Linked DNA regions of Mus musculus: region 2 is linked to region 1. Evidence: chromatin contacts called from public Hi-C data. All regions are on one chromosome and are shown on one strand. The core of a region is the stretch at or near the end of the contact, and the rest is flanking DNA. Distances in the headings are between cores, read along the strand shown.

What was found. Hi-C and Micro-C count contacts between places; a contact is called where the count stands out from the background.
Region 2: a Hi-C map of rod photoreceptor shows a contact between it and region 1, with 2.6 times the contacts expected there. The contact joins two enhancer-like sites.

Annotation. Positions count from the first base shown.
Region 1 is chr13:29,924,988-29,929,139 of GRCm38.p6, forward strand. The region is part of intron 1 of E2f3 (E2F transcription factor 3); the gene reads right to left. Among named protein-coding and RNA genes, the nearest start is that of E2f3, 59 kb to the right of the region's middle. Within about 2 kb of position 1,609, at least 8 of the 459 cell types and tissues checked have an H3K27ac peak or open chromatin away from gene starts, as enhancers often do. A contact at or near this core is called in rod photoreceptor, where this site is marked.
Region 2 is chr13:30,261,560-30,265,745 of GRCm38.p6, forward strand. No RefSeq gene overlaps it. Among named protein-coding and RNA genes, the nearest start is that of Gm40863, 28 kb to the left of the region's middle. Within about 2 kb of position 2,937, at least 10 of the 459 cell types and tissues checked have an H3K27ac peak or open chromatin away from gene starts, as enhancers often do. A contact at or near this core is called in rod photoreceptor, where this site is marked.

The DNA of each region.
Region 1 (4,152 bases), core at 359-2,858:
ACTCTTTATCAACATGTCCTGGAGTGTGATACCTGGTACTGCGTGCATGTAGTGACTTCCTCATAACTGTGTAACATAGTAATTAACAAACTACATTTTACTTAAGCATTCAACACTATTATATAATAATTTCTCCATAAATGTTAGTGATGACTCTGTGGAATAGGTATTAACACGCTCTTTCTGTGTTGAGCAAATTAGCAAATATGATCTGTACAGATTCTATGCAACCTTGACTTTTTTTGTTTGTTTGGTTTTTTTTGAGATAGGTTTTCTCTGTATAGCCCTGGCTGTCCTGGAACTCACTTTGTAGACCAGGCTGGCCTCGAACTCAGAAATCTGCCTGCCTCTGCCTCCCGAGTGCTGGGATTAAAGGTGTGTGCCACCATGCCCGGCTAACCTTGACTTTTCTGATGCTTGAGACAAGCGTCCTGCTTCCATAGCGACGTGTGGGCTGCCACAGCACGATTTTACATGGCAATCACGGCCCAGAAGTTTTATTTATTTATTTTTTTTAGATAGGATCTCACTATATAGCCTGGACCTCACTAAGTAATCTGTAAATTCAGGGTTGGCCTTGAATTTGTAGAGATCTTCATGCCTCTGCCTCTGAGAGCTGGGATTAAAGGTGTGTAGCAACAACATGCCCAGCCCAGGTCTAGTCTTTGGCTTAGGATCCCCAGAGCAAGGCGAAAGACAAGCCCACCTTACATTGATTTATTTGTTTATTTATACCAAATAAGACAAGGAATCGATTCTCCAATTCCTTACCACAAAGCTTTAGTGTTGTCAACCTCTAAGAGATAACGTGTATGCGTGCATAACTGTCTGTCTGTGCACTGGCTGGAGTTTAAGCACCACATACTACACAGAAAAAGTACTGTGGAGATGAGTTATAGAAAGAGATATATGATTCCATGCGGCAGAGGGGAGCATACAACTATGTATTTGAACAAAAGTTTCTCACAGGGGAGAAAGGCTTGGAAAGACCATGGCAAGCTAAGTTAGGTAGAGGAAGCTGGAAGACAGTGTGTATGAAGTTAGCCTGGACCACATACAAAGAACCTATAATTAAAGGAAAGATCCATTTATCAAATGTTCATGGTGGCTATTTCTGTGAACTACAATGAAAGGAAATGAGGCAATGACGTCATGCTTATTTTTGTAACATTTTATTGTATTTTTAAAATGGCCACATCCACATATTAAACTTAATGACATTCAAACTAGCAATTCCACAGTATGACCCCAACAGGTATTTCTTTGGCATCTGTGTATCAGAAAGAGCAGCTGAAGCATGGTGACGAACATCTTTTAATCCCAGCACTCAGGCAGGGGCAGGAGAGCTCTGTGAGCCGGGGATTAGCCTCATCTATGGAGTGAGTTGTGGGGCCACCAGGGCTGCTTAAAGAGACACTGTGTCAAATCAAACAGCATGTTTCTCAAATACTTGTCTCTTCCCAGACGTGTCCAGCATAAATGGCCAAATCTTGGAGGGGGCACAATGGTCCCTGCTACTGAACAGGATGCACACAAACCAAAAGGAATGCACCAGAAATCCTATAGTGAGAGCTGAGAGCTCAGCTCAGAGCGGCATCCTGTGTGAGCCTGTGAGTGAGGAACTGAGAGAAACCAAAGCCCTTCAGGCAGGGGGGTAAGAGGCGCCCTGAACAGTGACCCAAGAGCCCCAGGTCAACCATTTTTACTGAATTACAATTACTACCCAAGCTCAGACATTTTTCTTCTTTTTGACTCTGAAACTTCACTTTAACTTTTATGTATGGACTAACCTGGGAGCCAATTCTCCTCTTAGGAGAGTTCCTAAAGGAAAAGTGGCTGCCAAGCTGACACACAATGTTCAGAAGCCACTTAGTCAGGAACTAACATCTGCCTTCCTTCTTGTTGCATTTTTCTTTTTAAAACATTTGAAAAATGATGCTGTTGCGTATGTGTTTGTTTCTGTGGGAATATATACATCTGAGTGCAGGTGTCCTCACAGGCCAGGTGTCACATGTCCCTGAAGCTGGAGTTATAGGTGGTTGTAAACCACCTAACATGGGAGCCAAGGAACAAACTCAGGTCCTCCTTAAGAGCATTATGCATTCGTACCCATTGGCCATCTCATTACCTGCCCTGCCTGCACATTGTTTTTTTTTTTGTTTGTTTGTTTTTTATTTTAACCATGTTATGGGTGTTTTGCTTGCATGTATGTCTGAGCACTGTGTGCACGCAGTGTGCCCACACAAGTCAGAAGAGGGGGGTTGGGATCCCCTGAAACTAGAAGTTACAGAAAGCTGTGAGGCTCCACATGGGTGCTAGACCCAGGTCTTCCCTGCAAGAGTAACAAATTTGCTCAACTCTCTCTCCAGCCCTGCTACGTTGTTGTTTAGACATAAATAGAAGCCCCAAGGTCTATGTTTCAGAGCAATTACAGTGGCTGCCTTCCCAGGAGAACCAATGTCACCATTGCTGCTGGTGTCCCTATGTAACATGCTTATGCAGCCAATTCTTGATTTAGCCCGTTTTGTTATTCTGTGCTGTCTTCCAGTGGTGCAATACTCACCTCTCCTCCCTTTCCCCCTACAAACACACTATATGCTCCTGGATAAATAGGCCATTTATGCACACCACGGTTCTTGAAATTTTGTTCATGTTGAAGTCAAGTACAGCAGAGTTTGTATTTCCTTTCACATAACTACTGCAGTTGTAGACCCCCTGGTGCTTTAGCCTGTACCTGATAAATTGCCCATGCTCTTGAAGTTAAAAGCTAACTCAGTGGCTCACAGGTTGGACATGGGTGGAACCATTTCTTTGACCCGTTGTTGCCTTATCTGAGGTGAATGGATGTTTCCAACTTGCCAGGAAAAGCTCCCGTAACGTCTGTGCGTTCTTGCTGTGTGTCCAGTTCCTTCTTGCCTTTACTATACCCTCCACCTTAGATAGTCTACTGAATCCCCACTCTTCATTCTGTCTACATCTCCCAATCTGCTGCCTAGCCCTTGGGCTGCTTCCCAGTCCCCAACATGGCTATTGTTCTGCCATCTTCCTTCACTGTCACAGTGATGAAGCCTTGGAAGAATTATGTATCTGCTTGGTACTGGAACCTGGGACCCTATGTTAACGGATCCACTTCTCAATTCTAGTTTCTTTAGAACCTAGGCCAGCCTGTACTTAACATCTAGCTTCTTAAGATGAGGGTCTTTACCCCACATGGAAGCTAGCATAATCACATTTAGGACACACACACACACACACACACACACACACACACACACACACACACATTGGTAGTAGTCAAAGGTTTTTGAATGTGCAACCATCAAAAGTTAGCCCAAAATTAAACACTGAAATGATGAATTTCATGGAATCTGCCAGTACTCACCCATATTGTATCAGACACCTTCCCCACAGCCTTGGTTCTGAACATAGAAGACACTGCTTGCATTTCCCATGCTGTCGCTCCAGAAAAACACCAATGAACACACCCCAGGAAACAGCACAGATCTGAGATTATGTAGGTCACAAACTACTGTGTTTTCACCATACACACAAAGCTTTCTGCTGACAGAAACACTGTGGCTTAATTATGGAAAACAAAGACTTTTTAGTATTTTCCTGCCATTGTTCCTCAGCATAGGAAAAATCACATTAGTGTATTGCTGGAGTGCAGACTTAGAATTCAAAAAACAAAAAAACTATGGCTTGAGTTGACTTCAATTTCATTAAAAACCTGAGAACAAGACAGAATTTCCAACCATTTCTGAAATAGCCCCATTCATTTTCTGCCGGTTACTTATACATTAATGTGACTGGTGCTCTCAGTATTGAAGATCATAAAGTACAAATATCAGTCTGCTGTGAAAAAGGTTGAATATGCCTTAGTTTCTGTGGTGATCTGCAAGATTTAACTCCTTAAGCTTCTTAGCCCTGAAATCTGAATATCGGGGGACTGAACCCAGAACCTGAGCAGGCCAGGCCTGTGCTCTACCGCTGAGGTGGAATTCTCCCAGGTCAAGATTTCATTGTTCACTTTAAAATAAGCAGCACATCTGTTTTATTAGTATGCACATTTGCCTTTGTCCTTAATAAGTGGTAAAACTGCAGGTTACACAAAATGGCTTGAAATATAATTCTTAAATAATTTATTATCAG
Region 2 (4,186 bases), core at 1,687-4,186, 340 kb after region 1:
TTACAGAGGCCAGAGAGAGCCCAAGATAATTTTGTCTCTGCAACATCCCAACCCTGCTCAGCCTGCATGCTCTACCTAGCCTAGTCAGCAGAGTGGCTTCTGAGTACAGGTGCAGCTTTTATTCTGGGGACTTCAGTTCACACATTCCATTTCAGACACGTTTTATTTATTTTTTTATTTTTTTATTAGGTATTTTCCTCGTTTACATTTTCAATGCTATCCCAAAGGTCCCCCATACCCACCCCCCCAATCCCCTACCCACCCACTGCCCCTTTTTGGCCCTGGTGTTCCCCTGTACTGGGGCATATAAAGTTTGCAAGTCCAATGGGCCTCTCTTTGCAGTGATGGCCGACTAGGCCATCTTTTGATACATATGCAGCTAAAGACAAGAGCTCCCAGGTACTGGTTAGTTCATATTGTTGTTCCACCTATAGGGTTGCAGATCCCTTTAGTTCCTTGGGTACTTTCTCTAGCTCCTCCATTGGGGGCCCTGTGGTCCATCCAATAGCTGACTGTGAGCATCCACTTCTGTGTTTGCTAGTCCCGGCATAGTCTCACAAGAGACAGCTATATCTGGGTCCTTTCAGCAAAATCTTGCTAGTGTATGCAATGGTGTCAGCATTTGGAAGCTGATTATGGGATGGATCCCTGCATATGGCAATCACTAGATGGTCTATCCTTTCATCACAGCTCCAACTTTTGTCTCTGTAACTCCTTCTATGGGTGTTTTGTTCCCATTTCTAAGAAAGGGTAGAGTGTCCACACTTTGGTCTTCGTTCTTCTTGAATTTCATGCGTTTGGCAAGTTGTATCTTATATCTTGGGTATCCTAAGTTTCTGGGCTAATATCCACTTATCAGTGAGTACATATTGTGTGAGTTCCTTTGTGAATGTGTTACCTCACTCAGGATGATGCCCTCCAGATCCATCCATTTGCCTAGGAATTTCATAAATTCATTTTTTTTAATAGCTGAGTAGTATTCCATTGTGTAAATGTACCACATTTTCTGTATCCATTCCTCTGTTGAGGGGCATCTGGGTTCTTTCCAGCTTCTGGCTATTATAAATAAGGCTGCTATGAACATAGTGGAGCATGTGTCCTTCTTACCAGTTGGGGCATCTTCTGGATATATGCCCAGGAGAGGTATTGCTGGATCCTCCGGTAGTACTATGTCCAATTTTCTGAGGAACCGCCAGACTGATTTCCAGAGTCAGACACGTTTTATTTGTAATTTACAACTTGGCTCAGTTTCCCACACGCTCTTCTCATTGGTTCCCACACAATTAGAATTAGAGGAACCAAGTTTGTTTTTTAAAATAAAGATTTATTACACACACACACACACACACACACACACACACACACACACACACACAACTGTTCTGTTTATGTGTATATCCCTGCAGGCCAGAAGAGGACACCAGATCTCAGGATAGATGCTCAGTATTCCATGTGGTTGCTGGGATTTGAACTCAGAACCTCTGGAAGAGTAGCCAGTGCTCTTGACCTCTGTACCACCTCTCCAGCCTGGGACCAAGTATTTTACAGAGAGTTACTTTTATTATTTTTAAAATGTGCATGTCTGCGTGTGCCGGTGTGAGCATGTGCACCTGAATGCAGTGGTGGTAGAGGCCAGAAGAGGGCGTCGGATCGTGTGGACTTACAAGCGGTTGTGAGCTGTCCTACTCAGGTGCTGGGATGTTAACTCAAGTCTCCTGCAAGAGTGGTAGGTAGGCTTTATATTTTTAACTTTTAAATTGATTTTTTTTTTTACATTATGCACCCCAATCCCACACATCTCCTCATCTCTCCATCTCTGCACTCTACCCTTGAGATCTCCCTCACAAAAGAAAAAAAAATAATTAAAAAAATCTCACTGTGGAAGCTGCGATGTGTCACGGCCTGTCACACAGTATATACCCCTTTGCCCAAACAGATTGACTTGCAAATGTTCATTGCAGTGAATCATTGGTCTCATGTGAGGCCTCTGGCTTCTGCTACACTGTCAATACTGGATCCTCACTGGGACTCCCCTGGGATATCTTGGTGTCATCATGTGTCATGGAGATCTGCAGGACCAGCCCTTTCATGGACTCCCACAGTTCATAGATGGGGTGGAATAACTCAACCCCTGGATCTGGGCCTGGTTGGTAGCTGAGCTGGTCAGCCCACCAGCTCTGCAGTGCTCACACTATCTGAGGCAGCTCTCCTGCACCCAAGTCACTAAGACAAGCTCTCCAGCACTGCCTCAGCTCTCCTGCTACGCTGCTCAGACAGTGTGGGGAGAGCCAGCACTCCTGCCTGCCACAGACAGCAGGGGCCAGGGCCATAGCTGCTGAGCCATAGCTCCAGTTTCTGGAACTAGCTACTTATCTTCCTCTTTAAACCGGGGCATGGTTTTCCTGTGGACATACTTGTAGCAGATGATGGTATCAGGACCTGAAGCTTCAGCCTCCTTCTTGGGCCCCATTCTGATAGTGCCAAATTTGTATCCATTTCAGAAGTTATATAAAAATTTTCCTCTTGTCCTATTAATCTGAATGAATCGTATATTTAGGATTGACTCTTGGCTTTGGTAATCTTTGAACGTGGCATAGTCTCTGCCGAGAAACAGAAAGGCCATGCACTTTCTGAACTGCGTTTCTTTGTTACACCGACACCATGCTGAACATTCAGCGATGAGTTACAATGCTTTGTTTGAGAAACGGTGCCAGGAAGGATCTAGAATGGGGATGTGAGACAGAAGAAGCTCATATGGCATAAATTAATTGGTAAATTACCATCGTGTCAACCCCCTGCCCCTGGGGTTATAAAAGCCGAACACCTGCCAAGGAGCAGAGACGGTGGAGTACCAGAGAGCAGTGTAGGGAGCCCCAGGGCAGCAGCTTTCCTGTGTCAGGGACAGAGATCACCATAGCTGGTGCACCCAAGCCTTGATTGCTGAACCGCTGTGCTTGCTGGGCTTCCCTCCAGGGGCATCATGGGGAAGGTCGTAACTCAGTAAAGACAAGTCACTGGAGCGCACGCCTTCGTCAACCTTCTGTCTAGTCTCCTCGAGCACCGTCAAGACCTTGTACACCCAGAATGTGACCACACGCAGCTTTACTTGGGGACAGGAGAACGCTCTGATGACCTTCTCTTTCCTCTAACAGGAAGGACTGCTAGGAGGTCCTGGGTTTTTTGAGTCTTTGAATTTAGCAGATGCCCTATCAGTGGTCAGGGTTGCCACCGTCAGTGACAATGTATAAACACGGGCTTTCCTCGGTAGTCATAGAGAAGAATAAAACACAGTCTCTGGGATAGCAGGCCACCAATGCATGATCTGGATCAGACGTTGAGAACACACAAAGCACAATGAGCAGTAAGTGCACTCTGCAAATACAGGACCTGTGCCTCACACACAGAAAATCCAATTAGAAAAGATTACAGAGACTGGAGGAGCTGTTTCAGGTTGTGGGGACTGAGAGTGACAGGGCAGCGTGTAATCTGGCTTAGATCCTGGACACAGACTTGGTTTTTTGTTTTTGTTTTTTTTTTTAATCAAGGGAAATGAATGGTAGGATAACTGGAAAATTTTGTAACAGTCCTATAATTAGATTTTTACATAAATCTTTATTCTGTGATTTTGCTTATTATATTGTGGTTATCAAAAATAACAACTTGTCTGAACATAATAAAATATCTAGGTGCAAGGAAGGCATTTTGTGTGGAACTCACTTTCAAATAGAAAATGTTTTATATATAGTATATATATATTTATATATAAATGTTTTGTATATTATAAAATAGAAAGATGAATCGAATAATAAAAATTATGAAAAAACTACCACTTGATATTATCATTTGATATCACCATGAAAGAGCTTTGTAATGCACCTTTTCCAGTTTTATTCAAGTCAAATTGCCTCAAATTTTATAAAAAGAGAGATTGTTCAGGGTGTAGAGAGAGAAGTGGTTAGAGAGAGGACCAGAGAATATGTGTGACAACTTGTTTGTTGACAGCAGGCATGGAGACAAGTGATGGATCCAGAATTATCCAAGACACGAAATAGAAGTTGAGAATGAGCCAGGGCTGCTGGGTAATGGCCATTCCTTCACCGATCAGGGAGGGCAGTGATGCAGGCGGACAGGGACTGTCATTGGATTTAATTTGGTATGATCTAAATAAGCTGCTGCCAAGAGTTTA